Linked DNA regions of Mus musculus: region 1 is linked to region 2. A link is a contact called in public promoter capture Hi-C data. All regions are on one chromosome and are shown on one strand. Each heading gives the region's core, a stretch centred on a gene start, on an enhancer-like site or on the middle of the called end of the contact. The rest is flanking DNA. Distances are from core to core; before and after follow the strand shown.

Region 1 (4,275 bases), core at 1,126-3,625, 1.7 Mb before region 2:
CAAACAAGCACACACTTAAGCACACAAATATGCACACATGTGCACACATGCACAAATAAGCACAAACATATGCACACACATGCACATGTGCACACATATGCGCACATGCACACAAACAAGCACACATGTGCATACATACACAATATGAAAATTAGAGGAAACTTCTTAGGAAGGAGAGTTTCAGCATAGGGAGGAGGAATGGGAGAATGAGATAGTAATGAAGATGGGAGTTATTACAACCTACTATACACACATACGAAGCTGACAAAAATAAGTAAACTAATCAAAATATTCTTAAAAGGTACCAGGAGAACAGGCTGACTTCCCATTTTTCAATGTGAAGAGGGAACATCAAGAAAAAAAGAATTTCACTGATTATTATGTTTGGACACCACAGAAGAACTGTGTGAGTGATGACCTGTAATGAGCCCTTATTTTTTTTATTTTTTATTTTTTTGAGCCTTTATTTTCTAACATCACTTTGAAGCACACGTCTTTCCTCTCAGCTCTGGAGAGGCAGAGGCAGAGGCAGAGGCAGAGGCAGAGGCAGAGGCAGAGGCAGAGGCAGAGGCAGAGGCAGAGGCAGAGGCAGAGGCAGAGGCAGAGGCAGAGGCAGAGGCAGAGGCAGAGGCAGAGGCAGAGGCAGAGGAGGCAGAGGCAAAGGCAGAGGCAGAGAGGCAGAGGCAGAGGCAGGCAGAGCTCTGTGAGTCTGAGGCTGGCCTGGTCTACCTAGTGAGTTTTAGGACATCCAGAGCTACACAGTGAGACCCTGTCTCAAAGAAAACAAAACAAAACAACAACAACAACAAAAGCAAAACAAAATTTCAACTTGAATTCCTCAACTCTACAAAGGTGTCAAAGATGAAAGAAAATTATTTTCAGTAAGTTGTGCCAAAGCTATCTATAATAAACCCAAAACATTGTGTTAGAATCTGTGTTAGTAGCCCAGTTATTAGATCATTTCAGAAAACTTCAAAATACAGCTCCCAACTCAAAGAAAGTAAGACCTAATCTGTTCTGTAGCCCAACATGAAGGACCAAGGCTCAGGAAGACAGATTCAGGTTGCCCCCAAACACCACCATCCAACACAGTAGCATTTTCATAAAGTTTTTATAACAAAGCAAAGACTCCCTTAAGGCATTTGACAAATGCATTAGAGCAGGGGTTCTCAGCCTTCCTAACGCTGCCACCATTTAACACAGTTCCTCATGTTGTGCTGACTCCCAACCAGAAAATTATCTTCAATACTACTTCGTAACTGTAATCTTGCTACTGTTATGAACAATAGCATAAATATCTGACGGTCTTAGGCCACCCACCCCTGTGAAAGGGTAGTTCCACTCAGAGGTTGAGAACATCAGGTAGGTGAGTTACAGCAAAACTGGAAACTTTCTGTCACGCCCCTCAGGGACTATCTGATAGTGATCGCCTTTGAGTCATTGGAAGTTAGGAATCTGATGGCACATTCCAAAAAAAAAAAAAAAAAAAAAAAAAAAAAAAAAAAAAGACAAGGGTGTTAGGTCAAACACAGAGATGACAGTAAGTGGATACCTGGGGGCAAAAGATAACCAAGATAGTTAGATTCTAGACTTGCAACATTCCATCTTCCCATAATCAAGACGTTCCAATCAGTCTCACAGACATAGCTTAACACAGACATAGCTTCCTCCTCTTCCAACTTCAATCCACACAGGCTGGCTTTGCTCATCCGAACAATACGCTGAAATTATTTCTGCTTCCTGCTTATTACAACAGAGAAATGTCTTGGGCAAAAATAGACTCACCTGGAACATCGAAAAAGCTCACGTTAGTTTTTGCCTTACATTTATTTGGCACTTCTGATCTAATGAATTGGTTCCTTATTTGAGCGTCAATTACCTAGTATGTTCTAGGTATACAGTCAGGGAGGTGGGTGGGTGGGGCGGGGAGATAACAAAAACAAAGCAAAATAAAAACATAAAAGGGATCTGTCGGTGGAAGGCGGGGAGGGGGCGGGGAGCAGGAGGAGTCTTGTTAACAGATAAGGAAAATCAGGGACGACTCCGCAGTTAAATAAACCAAAGTCAGTCGATTTGGATAACTCCGCAGGATTGTCGTTTAGGTTCCCCAGGCCGGGGAGGTAGGAGCAAGACGCTGATTTGTGTTTTAAGTCAGGGGGGTGGGGATCAAGGAGGCAGAAGTGACGGACAAGACAAATTCATTTTTTAAAAAAAGCAAATATTTATAGCAGAAGAGAATGGATCACAAACAGACGTAGGGAGACACCTCCGATCATCCCCAGGTTACCAGCCAGCCAAAAAAAACAGGACGCGCCTGCGCAGCTGTGCCGGCCACCTGCGTCGACGGCGGGGGCGGGGTCCGCACTGCCCAGCTGGAGCTCGTTCTGGGCTTCTCGCTCGGCCCCGCCCCTCCAGAGACTCGCCTCCGGATTGGCCCGGGCGGGGGCGGGGCCCGGAGTCCGGAAGTGCGGCTGACGTGTCCGGGCCGCGCTCGGAATTGTGGGCGACTGGGCTAATGGCGTCGGCGGGTCTGGGCACCCGGGGCGGGCATCGCTGAAGCTTGTGGCCAGCTCGGCCGGTGACGCCCGCCGTGGCCAGGCCCCGCGGCAGCGGGAGGGACCTGCCCGTCTGGTGGGCTCCTGAGCCGGCGCCGGTGGAGCCTGGTGGGGCTGCACCGCTGCGGGCAGGTTTCGGCGAGCGGCCGGCGGCGGTGCGGGGCGGCCCGGGGGGAACTCGGGCACGCCTCGGGAGACGCAGCCCGGCTCCGGCCGTGCGCCCGCCCGCCCGCCCGCCCGCCGAGCCCTGGGCCCCGGCTAAGGAAGACTGAGGAGCCGCCGGCTGGCTGCGGGCCGCGCAAGCTGCTGACAGTGCCTGCTTGGTAGTGCTGGTCCCAGATCGGCGGTGACCTGGAGGGACCATGTCCTGCACCAACAGCCCCGAGGCTGTGAAGAAGCTGCTGGAGAATATGCAGAGCGACCTGCGGGCCTTGTCACTAGAATGCAAGAAGAAGTTCCCACCTGTCAAGGAGGTAGGTCCCAGGCGACGTCAGGGGCGGGGGGGGGGAACGTCACGAGCGCTCCCTGGTCCTCGTAGACCGCTTTCCTCGATTCCCCAACACCTATACTAATTTTCATTCCGCCAGTTAAGTTTGGTGATTGCCCAGCAAAGGCTGTTCGTAGAATTCTTTTGAGAGTTCCAAGGAGATTTGATTTCTTCCATTCTCTTGTTATGTTTATTTCGGAGCGAAGTTCCATGAGTGAGCCGGTTTGGTGACACTCGAGTCAGGTATATTGCTCCTAAGAATGAGTATCCACCGCTGTAGCGGAATCCGTTCTCCATACTTAGGTGGGCATAGTGTGTGGGAACATTTCCTTCTTGTCTGTGTTATTCAGCCCACCTAAAAATCTAATCGTCGTGATAAACTAGAGCCCCAAATTACAGCAAATGGTCAAGGCCTACGATAACCATGTTAAGCCCTGCACAAGCAGTATTCTAGTAGGATGCTTTGCAAAACAAATATATCTGAGTATATATAGCCTCTTGGGTGCATAATTTGTTGTTGTTGTTGTTGTTGTTGTTGTTGTTTTTCAGCTGTAGAATAGCTGAAAATTGTGGTACCAGTATAGGAGACCGGGTGTGGTAGCCAAACTTTTAGCTCCAATACTCAGATGCGAGTGGATCTCTGTGAGTTAGAGAGTGGACACCAGGACAACCAGGGTACATAAAGAGACCTTGTTTCCAAAACCGATGGTGGTGATGGTGATGATGACTGGGGCTCACAGGACGAGTATCAGGGAGCTCAATGTATGCTAATAAAATTTTCCAGATATTGAATTGAAAAATTGAGTTTAGTCACTAATGCCTGACTTTTTTCTTTTAAGATTCCATTTTTGTTGAAATATTTTAAAAACTGCCCTTTCACATTTTTAAACTATTGTAGTTCAGGGGTCAGGCTCGGCAGTTAAGAGCACTTGCTGCTCTTCCAGAAGTCCCTTGTTCAATTCCCAGCACCTACATGGTGGCTCACAATCTTGTGTAATTCCAGTTTCAAGGGATCTGACCTCTTTCTTCTGGTCTCCAAAGACACCAGGCACACATGTGGTGTGCAGGCATACCTACAAGCAAAACACCCATACAAATATAACAAAAATGAATACATCTAAAAAAAAACTTTAAAAATAGTGTAGTTCAAAGATATGTAAAAATAGTTAATTTTATTTCCTAGTTAATATAGCTTACTTAGTATACCTGAAATTTTATCATACTACTTGCTAT
Region 2 (4,436 bases), core at 1,777-4,276:
CATCTGAGAGGAGGGAGCTTCAATTGAGACAACGCCTCCATAAGATTAGGCTGTAAGCAAGCCTGCATGTAGAGCATTCTATTAACTAGTGATTGTTGGAGGAGGGCCCAGCCCATCGTGGGTGGAGCGAGCCAGTAAGCAGCACCGTCCGTGGCCTCTGCATCAGCTCTGGCCTCCAGGTTCCTGTGCTGTTTGAATCCCTGCCTTGGCTTCCCTGGACGTGCTGTGACAATGAACATTCAAGCCAAATAAATCCTTAGCTCCCCAAGTTGCTTTTGGCCGTGGTGTTTCATCACAGCAATCGTATCCCTAACTAGGACGTGGACTGTCTTGAAAAAAAAAATCACATTAAATGGAAATCAAGGGATATCAACTTTTGATGTGAGCCAGTGTGGGTGCGTGTGTATGGGGGTCCCCATTCCTTACCTTGCCTGCTATTGTGTCAATCTGAAACACAATTCCTCTCTCTGGTAGAGACACTATACATAAGGCTTTATTCATAAATTAAGTACCGTGGGTGAACCCCACTGACGACATTCCAGAATGCCACTGAAGACTCAGTGCAAAGCGCCCCTGTGGCCTTGAGGCAACATGTGGTGAGACGGGGCTACCACGGTGTTTTCGCAAAGCAGAGAAACCTGTTGCCCCTCAGCTGTCTGCCACAGGCAGCTTCCGTGATGTTAGAAATACGAACAGGAGACACCTCACCCTCTGCCCGGCACGGAGGAAGTTCTTAAACATCACCCCGGCTCAGCTCGTCACTCTGCTATCCTATTTGACAGTCAGTGTCACGACTCCACAAGGGGCCACCAGAAAAGTCAGAATTCCCTGAAGTGCTAGGGGCTGCAGCTTTAAAACAAGCAAACACCATTTCCTCATTTATTTAGCGTCCACGGCACTTGTACGATCCAGGGAAGGAACCCATGTTGTTGACAGAACATGTGTGGGAAGCTGCAAGCTTCTTTTGTTTTGGTTTCTCTGGCTACTACAAATACTTTATATATATTTTAAAAAAAGAGCCCAGGGCCATCGAGGTGACTCAAGGGTACATGCAAACCTCTGCCAAGCCTGAGGAGTTTAAGCTCCCAGGACACTCGTGGAGAAGGGGGGACGCCGTCTTCTAACCTCCACTCTATTCAGGCCACTGTGTGCACATACGCTCCCCCTATACACACATCCTACTGGTATAAAGAAGCAAACAGAAAAAGAGAAAGTTCTAGAGGCAAGTACCATTAACACAAAGTGAAAGACCTCGACTATACACAGACAACAGCTGTGCTAAGTGACAGTCACTAAGCTGGGGCACCTTATATGTAAGTAGTGGATTTTGTTTCCAACAGCAGTATTAAGGCTGACCTGTTGAGTACTCTGGGAGAGACAGCATTTTTTTTTTTTTCCTGAACAAAATACTTTTTTTTTTTTGAAATCCCAGCACCGGTGAAACAGAAGATGGATCTCTGTGAGTTCAAGGCTAGCCGCGGCTATACAGTGAGACCCTGTCTCAAAACGAAACAAAACACAACCAAACAAACGAAATAAAGCAAAGAGAAAGAGAAAGAAAGAGAAGAGAGCTATGGGAACTGTTGGAGGGAGGGATAATAAAACCTAAGAGGGAATTAAGTCAAGACTTTTGGTACAGGGGGTGGGGGCTCGCTCTGAGAGAGAACTGGCTTAGCAGGCCCTCCAGCAGGGTGGGAGGGGAGAAGAGATTCAACATCCTTATGGCTCAGGGGATACCACAACAGCAACAAGGCGATGAATGGGATCTATGTAGATATAGAGAAGGGCCAAGGGGATTGGTAACAGAACACCATCTAGAAAAAGACAGTTCGCGGAAGGCAAAGTGTTACTGCCCAGCCCAGAAATACACAGGCTCTGCTAACCATTATCACATGTGACACGTGGAAAACCAAAATGTTGGCTCACTAGACTCATTTCACAACTCACTGATCAGCTGGGACCAGCAACTTGAAGGACATTGAGCCAGGGTTAATGACCACACAGGAAAAAGTAGGACCCTCCTGCTTAGAGGTTTCACAGCTACCGCAATCAGCTGAAAGCAGAAGGAGAACCGAAAGAGGGAGAGAGTCTCGACTTGTTTCTTTTTCCTTTTTAGTGAGAGCAATGCTGACCCAGGACGGAATACCATTGGAGGGTTGGTCCTAATCTGCCTCCTCCCGCTCAGTGCTTTGGGCAAATCCCTAGAGCACCAATGGATGGAGATTGGCGTTCATGTTCCCAAAGGTCAAATTCCGGAACCTCGAAAGAGCAGAAGTGACTGGGAAGGAAATGCAGTCTTCATGACTAACACCCATTAGACCTAAATTGGAGCCCTGACAGTAATGCCTCAGCCAACTGTTCGATTAGGCCAATTGATTTTGGTTTTGATGCTTCTTAAGCAAAAACACTCTCTGTCAATAACAGCTCGACAGCCTACAAACCCACTTTTATAGCCACCACAGAAGCACGGATGCCGACGTCCCAGGTCCTCCGTGAAGAGGGCTGACGTGGCCTCGGATCTCCCTAATCAATCACTGGCCTCCACAGGTTTGCCCTGAGCGGCGAGTGTCCACTGCAGCAGTAAGGTCCAGGCTGGAGGCACCGTGCGCACGGTGCGAGCCTGTGGGTGAGCTCGGGGGAGGAAGCCGGGTCCCATGACTCGTCCAAGCTCCCGGAGGGCCCGGAGTGACCGCGCACAGCCACCCACGGCCAAGCGGCCCAGCAAAGGGGCAAGGGGAGGGCGTGGACACGAGTTACCATGCCGCCGAGCTCCGCGTCCTGGTCGTCGGTGAGCAGCAGCAGCACGTTGGGCCTGCGAGCCGCCCCCACGAGCCCCAGGCAGCCTCCCAGCAGCGGCAGCAGCAGCAGCGCCGGCAGGCGGCGGGGACGGCCCGGCCGGGGCCCGGCTGCCGAAGGGAGCCGCATGGCGGCCAAGCTCCGCGGGGGAACCGAGAGCTGCGGAGAGACGCCGGTGAGCGCAGGAGACGGGGTCAGGCTTTCTCTCCCTAGGCGAGATCACGTGAGGCGGGGCAGGGGGCGGGGCGCGTCGTCACGTGACGGGCGGCCGTGGGCGGGGCCTGGGGAGCGGCGGAGAGCCCGGGCGCTGGGCAGGGCTGGACAGAGCTAGGACCGCGCGGAGCCTGGCCTCGCCACTGGTTAGGCCTGCTCCTGATGCTGCAGGAGGAAGGACAGAGCACCGGAGATGAAGACAGGAGTCAGTCCGCTCATCTTCCCTCCAGAGTGAAGCAGCGCACGTGCTGTGAACACAAGATCAGCTGCTGGTTAAAGTCCCGGCCAGTCCTGGGGTTAATGGACAGCTCTGCCTGTGTCCTTTGACTTTTCACCTGTCGAGGTGAAGTTCTCATTTGGCTCAGCTGTTGTTATTCCACTTTCCTCGGCTGGCATGTACTTTCAAACAATTTAGGAACGTCTTTACGACGCTAGGAGCTCTGGTCAACGTTTCAAGTTTTAATCACACTTTAATTTACATTTATTTTTGTGGGTTTTGCGTGCTCACGCACCTTCCGCGGCACGTGTGTGGAGGTCGGAGGGCATCTTGCGGGCGTCAGTGCTTTCTTTCTGTGGAGTGAGTGCAGGGGATCTAACTCAGGCCCTCAGGCTTGGCGGCAGGTGCCTTGGCATCTTGGCCAGTCCTACTTGGTGAGTTTTTGCAAGCCTTCTTGGAAACTTAGAAGTGCATGGCTCAGTGGTTACGAGTACTAACTGCTGCTCTTCCAGAGGTCCTGAGTTCAAATCCCAGCAACCACATGGTGGCTCACAACCATCTGTAATGACATCCGATGCCCTCTTCTGCTGTGTCTGAGGACAGCTACAGTGTACTTATAATAAATAAATAAATAAATAAATAAATAAATCTTAAAAAAGAAAAGAAGTGCACGACCAGTAGCAACACATCCTTTGTTGAATGAAACCTCAAAAAATATTTTAAGTTAGCTAAAAAGTTAAGTTGCTGTTAGGGATTCCTGCGAGGTCAATGCACGATATACCAAGTGAGCACTGTTCTATGCAGAACAAAAGAAGGTACAGCCATTTGCCAGTTGATTGTGTGTTGGACTCACACCTTTGCGATTTCTTTTTAAAAGATTTATGTGCATGAGTGTCTGTCTGCATGCATGTATGTGTACTATGCTTGCCTAGTTCCTGGGGAAGTCAACGAGAGCGTCTGACCCTTGGGACTGGAGTTACAAATGGTTGTGAGGCACCACGAGGGTTCCTGGGAGTTGACATGGGTCCTCTGCAAGAGTACCATGTGCTCTTAACCACTGAGACATCTGTCAGACAACTGGACACAGAACCTTCGAAAAGTATTTTTCTTTTTTTTATTTTACATCTAAAAATAAAGCAGATAGTTTATAATAACATACAGTATTGTACAATTAATATAATATACAATAAAAATGTATAGGATCTCTGTG

What was found. Capture Hi-C pulls out chosen DNA fragments and counts their contacts.
Region 1: a promoter capture Hi-C map of liver shows a contact between it and region 2, with 3 times the contacts expected there. The contact joins the promoter of Mon2 here to the promoter of Gns in region 2. A contact is called at or near these places in 1 of 39 promoter capture datasets (pre-B cells), 1 of 115 datasets of contacts at active chromatin or transcription factors (fibro-adipogenic progenitors) and 2 of 9 other capture datasets (adipose tissue and liver).

Annotation. Positions count from the first base shown.
Region 1 is chr10:123,074,605-123,078,879 of GRCm38.p6, reverse strand. It overlaps Mon2 (MON2 homolog, regulator of endosome to Golgi trafficking), which reads left to right and starts at 2,375. Exons shown (of 36, transcript NM_001163024.1): 1 at 2,375-3,028. The coding sequence starts at 2,918.
Region 2 is chr10:121,363,680-121,368,115 of GRCm38.p6, reverse strand. Gns (glucosamine (N-acetyl)-6-sulfatase) reads right to left here and starts at 3,026. Exons shown (of 14, transcript NM_029364.4): 1 at 2,758-3,026. The coding sequence starts at 2,925.